Linked DNA regions of Oryctolagus cuniculus: region 1 is linked to region 2. Evidence: chromatin contacts called from public Micro-C data. All regions are on one chromosome and are shown on one strand. The core of a region is the stretch at or near the end of the contact, and the rest is flanking DNA. Distances in the headings are between cores, read along the strand shown. Region 1 holds the start of MAX (MYC associated factor X). Region 2 holds the start of JKAMP (JNK1/MAPK8 associated membrane protein).

Region 1 (4,596 bases), core at 1,278-3,777, 140 kb after region 2:
GGGCGGATTCTGCAGCGACTGACACCTGACTGACCAACCCCGGTCCAGCCCTGAGCCAGAGGTCGGCAAACAATGCTGCAGGCACACTGGGCTCCGCTGCCACATTAGTGAGGACAACAGCAACGGGAAGAGGGAATTCAATTTTCACATCCATGGGTGAATACGAGTGTGCATCATGACTTCAAAGAGAAATAAAGCACAGCAAATATTCACGACTGCTGGCCAGGAGCAAGTGCACGCTGGGAGTTCAGTGGAAACATCAGCTCTCAGGCCAGCTTTCCTAATGGTCTCTCTTGGACAACCCGTGCCACCTTGGCGTGCTCTGATGACGCACAGGGACAATGCAGAGAGCTTGCCTTTGTGGTTACTAAATTCCTACACCAGGGGTCTACCGCGGCATCCTGCAAACTCTACCAAGCCTGCACACAGCTGGTCCACACATTCTTTTGAAAATCACAAAAGTCATATACAAGTTGTGGATTTCCACTATTTCCTTCACAACAGGAAGATCTGGCAACAGCGGGTGCTCCTCCCACATACCCACCCACTGGGGCGGAGGAGCGCCTGCCTCTTTGGGAGGCCTGTGTCCCCCAGGAGCCCAGGCCCCACCTCTTCCCTCCCCTGGACTCTCAGCTCCCCACTGCCTGGGGCACCCCACAGCTCCCGGCTCCTAGCTGACGACCAGCACAGCCTCTGCCACGCTTCGCTCTTCTTGCCCGCTCCAGTGCGGATTTACTCCGCATCTCTCCTCTGCTTTCTCTGATCTAGCCACACACGCCCGCAGCACGGCTCCAAAGACAAGAGCTCCGAGTGGGAGTGCACAGGAGCACGCCCGAGCACACTGGCATCAGAACGTGGGAGCCACCGCGAGAACACCGGTGACCGCCTCCATCACCTTTCCCCAGCGCTGTCTTCAGCCGCTCTCACCATTCTCTATCCCCCTCTCCTTCAACTGGGACAGGGGCCGCCCACAAGGAGCCGCAGGTCAGGCTGGTGCCACGGCCCGCCCGCCCGCCCCGGCTGGTCTGCCGTTGGTGCTACAACACCTCGGCCTGCCAGCCCCATGACTCCCGGTTAGGGGCCATTACTGCATGTGGCTTCAGCCGGACCCAGCTATGTGGCTAGGGTTCAACACCGCCTGCTGCCTAACTCAGCCTCCCAGCTCCTTGGCCCTGGAGCGACGCCAGCCACTATCTGCCTCCAAAGGCTGTCCTCATTCCCCACTCGCACGGCAGGAGCTGCAAGCCCGTGTGGAAACTACAGGCCATTCCACGTCTTGGCTTCACTCAGCACTCAGTCACCTGAGAATCTGGAATTATGGGATTCGCAGCTCTCCCTCCCCACCCCCCGGCACCCCGGATTCAGGCCCCACCTCACCTTAGCGGGCAACAGGAGGGTTTACTACATTATTAAAAGTATTAGAACAATCTCTGGTTCTCTCTGACCCCAGAAAGGACTAGAACTGAACGGAAATGAAAACGAAATGGAGAGTAGGAGACGTACCGCAGATTGAAACCTCGGTTGCTCTTCCTGGAATAAGAGAGAAAAAAAAAATAGAAAATATAGAAGTTATTTTTACACTTCACACTCAATAATAAGAAAGAAAATGCCGGCGGCGGAGGAAGCGGCGGGTGGGGGGGGGGGAGTCAGCCCTTCACCCCTCCCTCCCCGCCCCACGCCCCCACCCTCCCCCAGCGGGATCCAGTAGCCGGGCAGGGGGTCCCGAGCGCCGCCCCTCTTTCCGGGATCCGACCCGGGCCAGAGGGGTTCCCGAGCACCGTCTCCTCCCCTCGGACCCAGCTCGGGCCGCCGGGACACTCCCAACCCCTCTCCGCTCTGCCGCACCCCCCGCACCCCCCAGGATCCGCGGGTCCCGGGAGGAGGGGATCGCCGACCCCAGGATCCGGACAATGAGATCCCGGTCGCACCCCAGCCCTGTCCCACGGAGCCTCAGCTGGCTAGGGTGGCGGCAGGAGAACGGGCCGGGGGTCCCAGAGGCCGCGTGTCCTCTCCCCCACCTCCAGCCCGGCAGCCCCGAGGGGAGCGAGCCGGGAGCGCGACCGAGGCGGTCCCGGCCGGGGAGGGGAAAGGGGGGGAGGAGGAGGAGGAGGAGGAGGAGGAGGCGGCGGCTGCGGCCCGGCCCCCTCCCGCCGTCGCCCCGCTGAGAGCCCTGGCCGCTGTCCCCGCCTGACAACCCGCACGGGAAGGAAGAAGCCCCGGGACTCACGTCGCTCTCCACCTCGATGTCATCGTTATCGCTCATTTCCTACGGCCCAGGGAGCGGCCACTGCAGCGGCGGCGGCGGGAAGGGGGAAGGGTGGAGGGGAGGGGGAAGTCACCGACAACAAGCAGCCAAGTGCCCCCACACACACACTCACTCACTCACTCACTCGCTCTCTCACTCACTCACACACACACACCCCCACACACGCACACACACACAACACGGGCGAGAACCACCTCCTCACTGCAGCACCGGATCAACGGCGGCACGCACGCCCGGTCGGCCCCCTGCCACGTGATCGGACTCGGCACGCTGGGGCAGCCGAGTCTTGTAGTTCTCGTCCTTGGGACTGACGGCCCGGCGAGAGCCCAAAGAACTACAAATCCCAGGAAGCACTGCAGCCCGTCGACGCCAGGCCGGCTTGCGGACGGAGCTCAGGGCGCCTGCGTGTCCCGCGGAGGAGGGCGGAGAGAGAGGCGGCGCGGCGCCTTCTGGGAGACGTAGTCCGCAGACCGCGAGTTGTCAGGAGGTTTTCCTCCCGAGGCGGCAGAGGAGGCTGCTGGGAAGACAGGACACGTGGAGGGAGCTGGGGCTCCGGAGCCGGGCACCGTCTGCGCTCTGGGCGCCGGGCCCGGGGGACAGGGTGGAGGCCCTGGGGGAAAAGCCGGCCGCATAAATAGCGCTGCCTCTCTTTGGTGCAATTGGTTTTACTTTGTCTCCTGGATGCTGGAGTCGCGCCGCTTTGCGCCCTGGGGCGTAACCTGCCGCGGCAGACCAGGGGGCGCAGCTCTGGCTGCCCACGCGGACCCTCGGGAACCGTGGAGGTGGTGATGGCAGGTGTGGGGTGGTGTGACGGCACGGGCACCGCGACCGCCCTCGCCGAGGGACCTCTCCTAGCCGCAGAGGCTTGCGTCCCTTTAGCGGGCAGTGTCGGTCCGCACGGCGCACGTGAGGCTCCCAGGACCACGGAGCCCACCCCCGGCAGCCGGGGTACCTGGAAGTGAAAGCGCCTTCCGGGTCCGGCGTAGCTCGGGCGGTCTGCAGAGTGCCCCGGCCCGGAGCACCGCGGCTAAAAATTGCAGACTGGAAGACTGGCGCAGCTGCCTCTCCGTTTGAAATCATTTTTACAGATCTGCTTCTCCAGTGTTCACTGGCACCTAACAGGTGCCGAAGGGGATGCCATCATGTCCCCTGCATTCATGCAACTCCCAGCTGGCAAGCAGAAGTCCACGCTGCGCGGCTGCCATTTCAGAGTGCACACAGGAAGGAAAAACAAAACAGCAACAAAGACATTTTCCGCCCTTATGTCCGATCTCCAAAATAAGCGAAATCTTGGACTTTTCCCCTGACTTCCGGCTGTCCACATGAGGAACCATTTTACCCCTGACTTTTGAAAGCAGGAATCTGGAGACGGGACACACAACCTTTGTGGCATCCATGCTGAAGACATTGGATGTAGATGTGCATGAACGCCCCTTTCCATTCTGTCCCTCTAAATAGTTCTCACTGCTGGTGAAGCCTGCACATCTTTTTTTTTTTTCCTTTTTTTTTAAGATTTATTTTTCTTTATTTGAGAGGCAGAGTTACAGAGAGGCCGCCACAAAACACCAAACACCGGAGTAAGGCAAAGGGTTTATTGGTGGGGTAAACCCCACAGACCGGAGGGAAAGGGAAAAGAATGAAAAGAGAGAGAACAAAAGACAGTGAGAAAGAGCCACGTGTTCAGGAACAGGCTGGGGGGAAGGCGGTGGGCAGGGAAGTAGGAGCAACAAATCCTGTTAGGATGGGGGTGGAGCTGACACCGATGGTTGGGCCACAGGGTCACCTGGCTTCCAGCAATGGCGTGGAGGGCTAGAGCCTAGAATTGTGTCCGGGGTATAGGTCGGGCCGTAGATAAGACTGCCGCCATTTTACTAATAGGGAGAGACAGAGTGAGAGGTCTTCCATCCACTGGTTCACTCCCAAAATGATCGCAATGGCAGAGCTAAGCTGATCAGACACCAGCAGCCGGGAGCTGCTTCTGGTCTCCAAGGTGGGAGCAGGGGCCCAAACACTTGGGCCATCTTCCAATGCCTTCCCAGGCTATCAGCAGGGAGTTGGATTGGAGGTGGAGCATCTGGGACCCGAACCGGCACCCATATGGGACGCTGGCTCCGCTGGCTAAGCCAACTCTGCCAAAGAGCTGGGTCCCAAAGTCTGCACATCTTTGCAGATGAATTGAGTTTTTCTAAGTGCTTTTGTCTGGTTGTGTTCCTTTCATGTGAACTTGGGCAGACAGACACAAGCAGACTTCATGTGGTAAGAGCTGGTAGCTGATGGGTTCTGAGGAAAACAGGCATGGGTCGCTCTTGGATGAGCTAATTAACAAGATA
Region 2 (4,556 bases), core at 1,359-3,858:
GCATGGCCATGAAGCCCAGGTAGAGCCAGTCGTACAGCTCCGGGGACTCCGTGCAGGGCTGACAGAGCTTCTGGGCGTCGGTCCTCTGTCCTCTTGGGCACACCTACAATGCACAGAGAGCAACCTTACATGCAGACACTCTGGACGCTAACACCCGCCCCGAACCACACTGTTAAACGTCGCACTGCATCTTAAACATTTAAGTCTATGTTAGCTTTCAGAAATAAAGACTAAAGCATACATAAGACAAAAAGAAATCTACAGTGTTTGTGCTATAGTTGTAAAACGTTAAAGTAGAAAGTTATAAAATGTTAAAGTAGAAAGGATTCTTTTTACTTAGTTACCAAAATAGTAAACACTCAATGAAAAACCTAGCTACTAACATCATATAAAAATGATTTCCGAGAAATGTTCTGGATTATAATGTTAACTGAATGGACAAGCCAATGCACTAGATCCTTTTTAAATGTAATTAGAAATTACCATAAAATTATAAAAGGTTTTTAAAAACACTTAATACCTGACTCTCAAGGAAAGACGTATTACAGATATCAAGAGAACAATTCCAACCAGGACTTTATTAATGTCTCATATTCTCTCTTATAAATTAATGAGTATATTTTAAAGAGATTCCACAAAACAAACAGACTTCACCAATGAAGTAACACAAACAGCAGACTCACCCCACATTCTCCATATATTTCAGTTGAGCCGTTTTTAAATAACAGGGTCTTCCCGCAGTAAAGTCCAAGGCAGGCTGGTTGAATATCGACAGCTTTTTAAAAACAAACGCCAGTAGAGTGACATCTTTGTGATTAGAAAAGAATAATGCAGTAACAGCTGAGGCACTGGGCAGACACAGCTCATCACAGCTTCCTTGTAAGACGCGACATGGATTAGGCAAGAGCCTGGTGCGTGTATTCCAGTGTGTGGCACTGCAGAAGGCAACCCTGGACTTCGTGCTGAGTGCACCCTGTGAGTAAGGTCCTGGACCAGCAGAGCAAGGCATCTCCAGACCTCACGGTCTAGCCTGGGCTCCACAGAGCCACCCACCTTGACTGGACTCCACTTGGGAACTTCACTGATCATAAAATTCCAAACTAAGCTTTCGAAAATGCGGACCCGACGGAAGGCGGCTGCTTGTTTTGTGCACACAGCACCTGTTCCCACCTTTGTGTGTAGGAGCACGTGTGTTAACAGCACAAAGGCAAAAGGCTGTGATTCCAGAACCGAGGGCAGGCCTGGAGTAAACACACTCAGCTCTGAACAAAGATTCACGCAATCTCAGGCTTGGGGAAAACAAAACAGCAGCTCCAGAGACCCTGCAGCTCCGCCCGGACCTCACCCGCGGGAGGAGCCACGAGGGAGCGATGCTTAATCAGAGACCCATGCCCTTCACTTGCCGACCGTCCACTCAGTCCACACGCACAACTAAGAGCAAACACCAGGGCCCCTGCTCTCTGGGAACGCGGTCAAGCGCGGTGTATATGTGAATTATTGTGGGACACTGTGCATTTAATGACTTCACAACCATTTCTCACATGCTTCCCGAACTCACCACCTAGAGACACCTTTCTCCTTCCAGATTCAAGGAGACTGGAATTCAAACAGGGATAGCCCAGGTGCAAACGACTCAAGTTTAATATTCTCATTTTCACAAAATCTCTTAGTTTTCAGACCCATGGGCTTCCTCACTTTAACTGGCACTTGCTTAACTCATCATAATCACCTTGTTCTAGGCTCAGGCATGAGCACGAACTGTTTCACGCTTCTGCTGAGAGCAGAAGTTAAAGAATCCGCAGTTTTTCCTACGGACTTTATTTACGAGATGCTTGCCAAATATGAGGGGTCTTCGAAAAGTTCCCAGAAAACGTGCATTGTGCAAAAAACAGGTTTCAAAAATTTTTGCACCACAAGAAACGTGTCTTCTAACCCCAGTTTCCGCGAACTTCCTGATCTATCTTCCTACACTGGAATATAAATACTCCAAGGTCTCTCAAAGCCCAGGGTCTGAAAACCAGTGCAACAAACAAAGCAAGAGCCCATCACGTTCCAAACGAAACTCCGGCTCCCAGCGCTCGCTGAGGCGGAGGACGGCGACGACTTTACGGCGCGACCGCCGAGCCTCCCCGGGAGGGACCTCCTACACCCGCACCTGCGGCCGCGGCCGAACCCGGTCAACTCTGCAGCCAGCGGCGGCGGCTGCCTTTCCGGCCCGTGCGCACTACCGCAGTCCTCGGAGGAAACACAGCGGCCGAGGGCACACTTCCGACCGGACAGCCAGAGGCCCGGCCTCCCGTGGGCGGCCAACGCGCCAGGAGCAGCGACCACCCCGACCCCGGCAAGAGTCCGGGCCGGAAGGGCGGCAAGGGGCGAGCAGGCGCCGCGCCCAGCCCAGCCCGGACCTGCCGCGCAGCCAAGAAGCCGCGGCGAAGACAGGCGCTCCCCCGACCCTCGGCGCCCCCTCACCCATGAGCCGCTCCTAGGCTTCTGGCAGTCGCTCCAGGGTCAGCGGATGCGGCTGGAACGCCCCGACATCCGGGCCACAGCAGCCTCGCTGGCTCCGCCTCCTGGTAACCTAGGCGACCGCGCCGCAGCCCCACCCACTTCCTGGTCTCGGCCACGCCCCCTGAGGCTGCCGTGCGTCCTGCCCCTTTGGGGGCGTCGCGAGCTTAAAAGCCAGCGCTGCGGGGCCCGCGTCAGCATCCACTGCTGTGCAGCCAGCCTGTCTGTGCTTCGCTTAGCTCACGGGGTTTGGGGTGCGGATTGAGAGATGAGCTAGTTAGGATTTTTATATGTGAGATATATAGCCGGCATGGAAACACTGTGGGGTGCTAGATGACTGGAGTTCTGTAGGCGCGTGGCGCCGTGAGAAGACTGTGCGGTTCCCTGGTACAGGTGCCCGTGTGCCATGGAAACCTTGTGTAGGATGGGCATCCGTACCAAGGGGCGATCCCTGTCGGGCCGGCCTCTGGTCTGGGTGTCTGAGACTCCCTGTACTGTCCCCAGGAAGGCTGCGCCCCAGAGCGAGCTGGGAGCTGACTGAGCAGGGCAGGTGCAGTTATCCCTCCTTCCCCTTAAAGGCCCTGAACGTCATCTGCGGAAAAGCTTGGTCCTGAATCTCCCGGAGGATTTGGATTCCAGCACAGCTTCGTGTGAAGGTCGCAGACGTAGCCCAGGCGGTTCTCAGCCTTAGAGCGAGGAGCGGCAGCTGCAGGCTGCCCTGGGCACGCCGATGCCGCGTCCCTCTTTAGGAGAGACCGGTGACACGTCCCTGAGGGCGACAGTGCTGATGTCGGATTCCTCTAAGTGTAAGTGATTCAGTGTGTCTGACGTGCTTAGCTTGGAAACTGACACCCAGTGCAGTACATAAAAATGTCCATTATGTTATCTTCAGTCTCGGGTTTCAGAGGACTGTGTGCCCCAAGTGTTGTATACAAAATACAGTGGTTTGCTATATCGTGAGATCATCGGATAGAGGGATCCCTAACTCAAAATTCGATATTCAGAAAAACTAAACCCTAAAGACAGCTGTATTAGGATGATTGTTGGCCTTGTTAAAGGACTCGTTATGGGTAGATTACTAAATGTAAATTAACTAATTCCACGGTAGCTTTTATTTACTGAGTAGATGCATCAGTCAGCTCTGTTAGCACATTTACAATGTGGTTCCATCACAAGAATTCTACATACTTAACTTTTCAGGGCTTTCATATCCCATTATATAAAATGAGATGTTCATATAGGATGAAACAAAATTTAAAAACAAAAACCCCCAACCCTAATTTAGTGGTTCTCAAACCTTGTGGTCTCAGGACCACTTTATGCCTTAAGATTTGAGGACTCCTGTGGCCAGCGCCATGGCATGGTGGGTAAGGCTGCAGCCTGCCATGCCAATGTCCCATATGGGTGCCAGTTCTAGTCCTGGCTGCTGGGACTAGGCTGCCTGGGAAAGCAGTAGAAGATGGCCCAAGTCCTTGCGCCCCTGCACCCACATAGGAAGACCTGGAGGAAGCTCCTGGCTCCTGGCTTCGGATCGGCGCAGCTCTGGCCGTTGCGGCCATCTGGGGAGTGAACCAGCAGATGCACCTCTCTCTCTGCCTCTCCTTTTCTCTCTGTGTAACTGACTTTTAAATTAAAAAAAAAAAAAAAAAACCATAGGGGTAGGCAACTGGCCCAGCAGTTAAGACGTTCTGTCTCACATCAGAGAGCCTAGTTTGATCTGGCTCCTGGTTCCTTCTTCCTGCTAATGCAGACCCAGGGAGGCAGTGGTAATGGCTCAAGTAATTAGGTTCCTGCCGTGCACATGGACAACCTGGACTGCATTCCTGGCTGCTGGCTTTAGTCCCAGCCCAGCTCACTGACATCCGGGGGTTGAACCAGTGCATAGGAGCGCTCTCTATCTACCTCTGTCTTTCTGCCTTCAAATTAAAAAAGAAAGTCAAAAACCAAGAGAAGATACTTTGCATATTTACTATATGAAGAATTAAAGATTCTTATTCATGACTTCATTTAAAAATTCAGAAACCCAGGGGCAGGTGTTTGGCAGAGCAGTG

Evidence for each region. Hi-C and Micro-C count contacts between places; a contact is called where the count stands out from the background.
Region 1: a Micro-C map of ear pinna shows a contact between it and region 2, with 4 times the contacts expected there. The contact joins the promoter of MAX here to the promoter of JKAMP in region 2. A contact is called at or near these places in 2 of 6 Hi-C or Micro-C datasets (ear pinna and an unstated tissue).

Annotation. Positions count from the first base shown.
Region 1 is chr20:11,145,145-11,149,740 of mOryCun1.1, forward strand. MAX (MYC associated factor X) reads right to left here and starts at 2,528. Exons shown (of 5, transcript XM_002719526.5): 1 at 2,228-2,528; 2 at 1,504-1,530. The coding sequence starts at 2,263.
Region 2 is chr20:11,004,800-11,009,355 of mOryCun1.1, forward strand. It overlaps JKAMP (JNK1/MAPK8 associated membrane protein), which reads right to left and starts at 2,609. Exons shown (of 8, transcript XR_011384856.1): 1 at 2,470-2,609; 2 at 684-775; 3 at 1-103.